2 separate regions of the Gossypium arboreum genome follow, and region 1 is linked to region 2. A link is a contact called in public Hi-C data. All regions are on one chromosome and are shown on one strand. The core of a region is the stretch at or near the end of the contact, and the rest is flanking DNA. Distances in the headings are between cores, read along the strand shown. Region 1 holds the start of LOC108479687 (beta-amylase 1, chloroplastic-like). Region 2 holds the start of LOC108454605 (haloacid dehalogenase-like hydrolase domain-containing protein At2g33255).

The links. A called contact is a pair of places that touch in the nucleus more often than the background predicts.
Region 1: a contact with region 2 is called in a Hi-C map of leaf, with 2.6 times the contacts expected there. The contact joins the promoter of LOC108479687 here to the promoter of LOC108454605 in region 2. A contact is called at or near these places in 2 of 5 Hi-C or Micro-C datasets (both in leaf).

What each region holds. Positions count from the first base shown.
Region 1 is chr10:99,174,920-99,179,232 of ASM2569848v2, forward strand. LOC108479687 (beta-amylase 1, chloroplastic-like) reads left to right here and starts at 1,801. Exons shown (of 4, transcript XM_017782420.2): 1 at 1,801-2,700; 2 at 3,352-3,562; 3 at 3,661-3,771; 4 at 3,860-4,313. The coding sequence starts at 2,066.
Region 2 is chr10:98,973,973-98,978,157 of ASM2569848v2, forward strand. It overlaps LOC108454605 (haloacid dehalogenase-like hydrolase domain-containing protein At2g33255), which reads right to left and starts at 2,384. Exons shown (of 5, transcript XM_017753119.2): 1 at 1,913-2,384; 2 at 931-973; 3 at 427-487; 4 at 192-326; 5 at 1-97. The coding sequence starts at 2,333.

The DNA.
Region 1 (4,313 bases), core at 551-3,050, 200 kb after region 2:
TTTAAATAGAATATTAGTAGACTTTATATTTGTACAAGCTCAGTCCAGCTTGAGTTGAAATATATATTCAAAATTTTATCCAAATATCTCATATTTGCAAATGGTTGACCAAATCCATTTTAAGCTACTATATTTTTCAAACTTTTTTAAAAAATATTTATATCACTTTTTTAGTATATTTCATTTTCATTTTACAATCAATGTTTAGAGTTTATAGTTATCCTCTTAAAAATATAATCTCCAATATTCAAACCTACATCTATTTAAACTTATTTTGGGCCTAATATTATTATCTAAACATTCTAAATTTCTCGGTGTATATCCGAGTTTGAATGAATAATCTAATCCTTAAACAAATCTACTATTCATAACTTCTAATCCTTAAACAAATTTACATTCAAACTCAAATATCTAAATTATTACAATAATTGAGGTTCCAACGAGTTTTGTCGATATCCTTAATCCAATTTATATAATTAAAAGATATAATGATTTTTTGACTCTCTAGTTTTCCAAAAAAATAATTTTGACCCTCTATTTATTTTTCGTCTTTTAGTCCTTAAATTTATATTTTTTATCAAATCACCCAAAAATAGGTGAAAAAGTTAATATTTGTTAACTTTGCTAATGTGGCATACACGTGGATTGCCACGTGGATAACATGCCAATATTTAATTAATTTTTTTAAAAATTAAAACATAAAAAGAATTATATTTTTTATATTTTTAACCATTTAATTTTAGAAATAATTTTTAAAATTTTTAAAATTTTTAAAAAATTAATTTAATGCTGACATGTCATCCACATGGCAATCTAGGTGTATGCTACGTTAACAAAGTTACAAATGTTAATTTTTCAATCTATTTTGAGATGACTTTATTTTAAAAAATAAATACAAATTTAAAAGCTAGAACAAGGGCATAACTAGGAAATTTGGCGAGGGCCTTAACCTCCTAAAATGAAAAATTTTCTACTAAGGCCCTATAAAATTTTAATTTAAATTAATAAAGGTAAAATTGTAATTTAGTTTCCTAAAATGATAACAATTTAATTTAATTTTTAAAATTATAAAAATATAAACTATTAAAATAATAAAATAATATTTTTATTATCGTAAAATTATAATTTAATTTTATCATTTTAAAATTTTCTAGCTTGGTCTAGAAAAGGTGAAAAGTTAAATAAAAGATAAAATGATAAAATGATAAAATGATTTTTTTTTTGTAATGTTAAAGGATGATTATGTGAATTAAAAAAAAATTACACCGATATAAAAATTTAATTCTCAAATATTCTAAATTTTAATTACTATCTTATCTATGCTGTTTCCTACGCAGTTCAAATTTATGGGGTATAGGTCGTTTTCTCTTCACAAATCTTAAGGAAGAAGTTGGCAGCAGTCCCCATAATGTATCCAAGATTCAAGGGTGGTCCACACAAGAATCAAAAGTGAATCAGAGCCACCAATTCCCAATCATATGATATCGGGCCAGACCCTAAATTCGGTTTCTACCGTTGATTTATGCTGAATCACCCGATATTACGGACCCTATGTGTCTTAAACCAACAGAAGGTGGCATTATCTGCCGTCCTACCGCCCCTCAAAACCATCCACCTGTCCCCCTGCCTGCCCCTTGCGTGGACGTCTAAGTAGCCTTAGAAACAAAACACTAAATCCTCTTATCCTATGTCTTAAGCCGAAAGGATCGGACACGTGAATGTTCCCTTATAAACACGTGCCTCTATCTCTTTCGCTATCCTATTTTTTAGTCCCTCACTCCAAAAAAACGCGTTCACGACACTTATTTAATCTAACCGTCCATTCTCACGTGAGTCCAGCAATCGTAGCCGTTGCCTCCTGGATCGCCCCTTCTTTAAATTTCGTTTCTATAAATACTTCATCTCACAACACCTTCAAGCCTCAGCTCACATTCAAAGTCGGAAACATCCCCAACTGAATAAATTTACGCAAAACAAAAAAGAAAAGGGTGTAAGATTCATTTCCTTTTTTCTTCTCATCTCTGACAGGTAATCGGAAAAGCCAAACAATTCGAATAAATAGAAAATGGCGTTGAATTTGGCGCATCAGATTGGATCTCTAGCCGGGACACAAATTGCAGCTGAAGTCACTACCGGAGAACAATCATCCTCAGCGACGGCTAATGTGTCGGGAGTTCGGAAAGTTCCATTGGCGAATCTCCGATGCAACGCCCCAGGAGAAGCTCTGTCCCCTCCAATGTTAACTCCACCGCTGACGCCGCGAAGCGCGGCAAACAGGTCGGCTATGATGAGTCCGTCGCTGCGTCCGGATCTGTCCGCCGCTTGCCAGGCCTACGGGACGTTATCACCGCTGGAGACGGCTGAGGAGTCATCGGCGTCGGTGGCGTGGAAGGAGGGAGGGAAGAAAGAGGAGAAGAAAGGGGTTCCGGTTTACGTGATGATGCCGTTGGATAGCGTGACGAACGGGAATACGGTGAATAGAAAGAAGGCGATGAATGCGAGTCTCCACGCGCTGAAAAGCGCGGGAGTGGAGGGGATAATGATTGACGTTTGGTGGGGGCTGGTGGAGAGGGAAGCGCCGGGTGCTTACAATTGGGGTGGCTACGCCGAGCTTCTCGAGATGGCTAAGAAGCATGGCCTTAAAGTCCAGGCTGTCATGTCATTCCATCAGTGTGGCGGCAACGTCGGTGACTCTTGCACGTTCGTATCTCCTCCTTACCTCTCTTTACTGTTTAACTTTTAAAATTTAAACCCTTCTTTTTCTTCAAGATCCCGTTACTCAGCTTATGAAAATTTTATTTAAAAAATAGTAATTTTAAATTAATTTTTGTGGGGATGGGATACCTTTTTGAAAATCAAGAAGAAAGAAAAGTTTACACGTTTGATTAATTATTGATTCCAAGTCAATCATTTGCTTTTTTTTGAATTTGAAAGAGACAATCAGATGAACCAACGTTTTTAAAAAAAAATTTAGATGAAGGGATAACGTAAGCTTTCATTGCATCTTTTTACAAAAGTGGGGTAAAAAGGGGACCGAAAGAAATTAAATTTGGAGATAGATATGGAAATAAATTTTCAGAACCTATTTTAAAAGTTCATGAATCAGAAAAATTTTTTTTTACGAAGGATAAGGACCCATTTTCACGGAGGGTACGGTGGTAGCTTTCATTTCTCTCCATCTCTCCAGGCAGAGAATATGGGGTTTGTATGGAAATTTTCATAAGCCCCCATACGGTGGTCCAAATCCTGTATTATTTATCTAAATTTTTATTGAATCAAATACTGGGATGTATTGATTTGATGTTATGGAGATACTCTTTTAAAGGAAAAAATATGGTTGTTTTTGTACAGTATTCCTTTGCCCAAGTGGGTTACAGAGGAGATCGAGAAGGACCCAGACCTCGCATACACTGATCAATGGGGAAGAAGGAACTACGAATACCTTTCACTTGGTTGCGATACCCTTCCTGTCTTGAAAGGCCGTACGCCTGTTCAGTGTTATGCTGATTTCATGCGTGCCTTTAGGGACAATTTCAAACACCTCCTTGGTGATACCATTGTGGTAATTCTTCTAATTTACTAGTAATTGTTGATCCCATTTTGTCTCATCCTCTTGGAAGAATTCAACTGCTAAGGAATTACCGTTGTTTTTCACTACAGGAAATCCAAGTCGGAATGGGTCCGGCAGGTGAGCTTCGGTACCCTTCGTATCCGGAGGCGAATGGGACATGGAAGTTCCCTGGAATTGGAGCCTTCCAATGTTTTGATAAGGTACCCTGACATTGCACTGCTCTCTCTTGTCTCTATTTCAGATTAGGTTCTGTTTTGATGTTAATAATATGGATGTTATTTGATGCAGTATATGCTTAGCAGCCTCAAAGCAGCAGCTGAAGCGGCGGGTAAGCCAGAATGGGGTAGCACTGGCCCAACTGATGCTGGTCACTACAACAATTGGCCAGAAGATACGCCTTTTTTCAAGAAAGAAGGTGGTGGTTGGAATACTCCATATGGTGAATTCTTCCTTACCTGGTACTCTCAGATGCTGTTAGATCACGGGGAGAGAATTCTATCGTCCGCAACATCGATTTTTGACGGTGCAGGTGTGAAGATCTCAGTGAAAGTTGCGGGAATCCACTGGCATTATGGAACCCGATCCCATGCTCCTGAACTCACAGCAGGGTACTATAACACAAGGTACCGAGATGGTTACCTCCCGATCGCTCAAATGCTAGCACGTCATGGTGCCGTTTTCAACTTCACTTGCATAGAGATGCGGGATCATGAGCAGCCCCAAGATGCCTTGTGTGCACCTG
Region 2 (4,185 bases), core at 1,134-3,633:
CTGGTGTTAGATCCAAGTTGGCGAAGTCTTGAGAGCCATATCTCCCATTTTCATCAAGCAAACATGTTAATGCTCCTGCATTTTTCCCACAAGCCACCTGCAAATACATGTCGTATGAAGATGATAAATGAGATGGATAATCAGTTTTCTCTTCATTATTTAGTATCCTTGCTTTTGAAGAGAACACTCACATCATCTTTAAGACTATCACCAACCATCATCACTTCATTTGGTTGAACGTCCCAAGTCGAACATATATGCAGCAGAGGAGCAGGGTTCGGTTTATAAGGACGAAACTCTCGGCTGAGTGCCGGAGAAAACATCATCTGAAAACTATCAATGTTAGATTAATATTCATTTGTCTCCCAATCTAACCAAACAAAAAAGAGCTCAGAATGGTTCAGTTTCACGCTTCACATAACTTACTCCGAATCGTTGATGAAACAGATCAACTGCATCTTTGACATTGCGAGTGATTAGTCCCCTTCTGAAATAAATGGAAGCAACTAAGGTTAGCATCTAGAAACACCACCATGAAAAAAAGAAAGGTTGACAGATTAAAATCCTAAGTACTACAGAAAAATGAAACACAGCAAAGCAAGTTGTTATTTATAGCTATAGTAGTTGGTCCAACCTATGGTGTTTCAACTCTTCAATTTTCTTTAAGTACTTGTGCTTGGACATGGATATGGAGATACGATTATCTAAGAATCCTCCAAACACACAGAGGATCTTAGAAAAGAAGAATATACCCATGTTGGATACATACTTGTATCCGGCACTCGTACCTAAGTCCAAATAATAGAGAGCCAAATAGTCAAGACACATGGAGCATACATGGAAGCTCAGTGATTTGGTGCGAGGCAATAACTATAATACCAATAGGTATCTTAATATGAAAAATAGATAATTGTAGGAGCAAAAATTGACCGTATTTTCTTTGCATCAAGAAAACCACAGAGTTCAGCTGCACCTGCAACATTATCAACCAAATGTCACAAGCTTAAATTGGTTAGCATGTAAAATGGAAAATAAATGAAGCTCTTCAGCTGAAAGATAGAGAACTGCGGTTGCTAAATCTAAACTTAAAAGGAGAGAGCCCCAGCAAGCACAAAGGCAAAATCCAAGACAAACATCAAATGAAAATAAATCAATGGAAACCCCATGAAAATACTCCAAAATGTTTGCTATCTTGTAACTATTGGGAAACTATGAAAGATATCTACATTTGCCCAAAAACAAAGCATATGAACTTGCTAGCTAATGATATTCTTAAACCCAAGTTTTTCACAGTTTTTTTAATTGTTGTGTTCACAAATACATTGAGTGATGAAAAGAAAAGCAAGTTTTTCAGATTTCATCAATAAAATTCAGAGTACAATTCTCTCCATTGACATTCTTTCAGTCTTCTTTAATCTTCTTGAAGGATACATGAATTTCAACACTCTGCAACTGAACAATCCATCAGCTAATTTTACTTTAAACCCCACAAACATAAGTACATTTTCCAAATAATAATGGACAAATATTCATGTTCTATAATTGATACCAACTAATTCAATGAAACACAAAACAAGAAACCAAACGGCATATCCATATTACATGGACTCAGATTGATTGTCAAACAAGGATGAGTTCAAAATAAAAATGGGTATCCTTGTTTACTTTTTAAATGTTTCCATATGTTCAAAAAAATATTATATATTAACAAAATTGTGTATATGTATTCGAATATGTACGAAAGAAGCAGATTTCCTCTTCAAAAGGGTATCCTTGCATTTTAATGCTATTCAAGCATATAACTTGAAAATTGAACTTGAAAGCGACAGAATCAAATCATCAAACAAAATCAAATAATAATTAACATGAACCTGACATTTTCCTTTCACTTTAACAGCCACCAAAAACTAACCAGGCATGATTTGGAGGCGATCAAGGCCCTGTTTTTCGAAATCAGCAATAATCTTGTAAGCTTCTTGCTGCTTTTCGGCAGTCCAACTCTCAATGTGGTGCAAGATATCAATCCCAGAGGGGTTTTCAGCTTTGATTCGCTTGTACTCGACGTCTCCGAGGACAGCCTTATACATTGCGGCGAAGTCGATGACAGGGACGGTGAGGGTGCCATCCATATCGAAAACGACGCCGCGGAGGCGGGATTTGGCTGCTGCGACAGTGGACATGGTAAAAAGAAGGGATTTAGGGGGCAAGCGGAGGAAGGATTTGGAGAGAAATGAAGGCATTCGAGATTGAGGGAAGGATGGATTTTGAAGGCTATTTATGGGATTGAGGCTTTGGGGGTTTCTGGATTTTGGTGGGCAATTGATGTGAATCATCAGTCATCAATGTGTGGCGGTGAAATTATTAGCTCTAAATAAAAGCCGCAAAAAAAATAGAGGCGAAAATATTGTGAAACGGCAAAGCGTATAGGATAAAACGACTTACAGAAAAGAACCAAAACCTTCAATACGCGAAGTGCTCTTCTGTTAGCGTATTTTCAGCAGACGAAACTAGAGCTCTGCAAACACGTCTGGCCTCGCAAATAACAGCGACAAGAAGATTTCTTCCATTTTCAAAGAGGAGAAACCAAAAGAGAGAGTTTTAATTTCTATGTGTTCAGTTGTGTCATTGTTTATGCTACCTCGTTGATTATAATGAAGGCAAGTTTTCTTTACCTTGGAGAGATTGATGTAGCTGATTACGGTTGAGAAAAGAACAGAATCGAAGAAACAACTTAGATTACGGTTTGCAGGCATGAGCTGTTTGCTATGCGTTTAAAAAGACTAACTCAATTCAATACTGCATTGACATGTTTTACATGTACTCCTTATGCTTTCATAATAATTGAAGATGAAAGATGGAACTTTCTAATATAAGAGTAATGTCCGCATGTATGGGATGATAATATCATCTTCGTCTACCGTAATAATACTTTTATCATGAATCGTATAGATGCAGGGTTGAAGATCAAGATTCCTATCTGTATTATATTTAACAATAGTTTTCTGTACACCAATTGCAGCTTTGCATCATATTTCCTCCACCCATATGCAGCAGCGAGTTGGGTTGAAGGTTTGTTTCCTCGAGAGTGTCATTACACACTTGTTTGTACATAGCCTGGTCTGAAGATGTTGGTCTTTTTCTAGGTTTCAATAATTTAGCATTTGGTAGTTGGCCTACGTGCTTTGCAAGTGCATTGCCTTCATATGCAGGAAAGCATCAAAGGATTTCCCTTAGAGAACTCGTACTTAGCTGTTGTACTATACTTTTGAAGTGTTACAGAATGATAATTCTATGGAATCCATCCCAATAAATGAGCTCAATTCATTGTACTCGCTACTTTTTTAACAATTTTCTTTGTATAAAGCGTTCTTTTGTTTAGTTAAGGAGATGTTACAATATAATAAAACGAGATGTTTTGATAGAGAGGAAAATTAGAGTAGATTTTGGAAAATAAGTGTTGTGTCATGTAGTGGTGATGGAGGGTCTAAAACAAATGAGAGTTACATGTTGCAAGAAAGTTTTTAGCATATTCAGTTTGCCCAAAAAATCAGAAAAAGTCTCTTTAAGTGGAACTTCGGATCTTCTATTTATGGTCTTTGCAAATTAATTATCTCAAAGAATGGTCCAATTATATATGTTTATTGGGCTTTTCATCTATAACTTTATAATTTAATTTTCTTATTCAACGAATTCGTAATGATTAATTAATTTAATTTCATATTTGAACTTGTTATTTAATTATAATTAATTAAATAATAATTTAAAAATCTTAAATTAATTCTAAGTCATTTCTATACTTAGTGAGAAAACATGTTCGTGAATGTGATTTATTTCTCTAAATTCATTATTTTCATTCATTTTTGTCATTTGGTTCTAGATGCAATTCATTTCTGGATTCAATGAGCTAACAAAAAGATCAATTGGACATATATAATTAGGGCCCAAATAATTCATAATTAAGTTTTAGCCTTTTGCCTATTAATTATGAACTTATTTAGTTATGAAGTCATTCTACTATAGTATCGTGATTGAGCTCTCTATAATTACATACCATTATAAAAACTACTTAATAAGTGTTCATCTAATGACACTATCATAAGTGTGTTACCCTCATAGGATATTCTTAATCTCTTTGGGATAACTTCGTTCTCCCAATATGATCCTATTTTATCTAATGGTAATCAT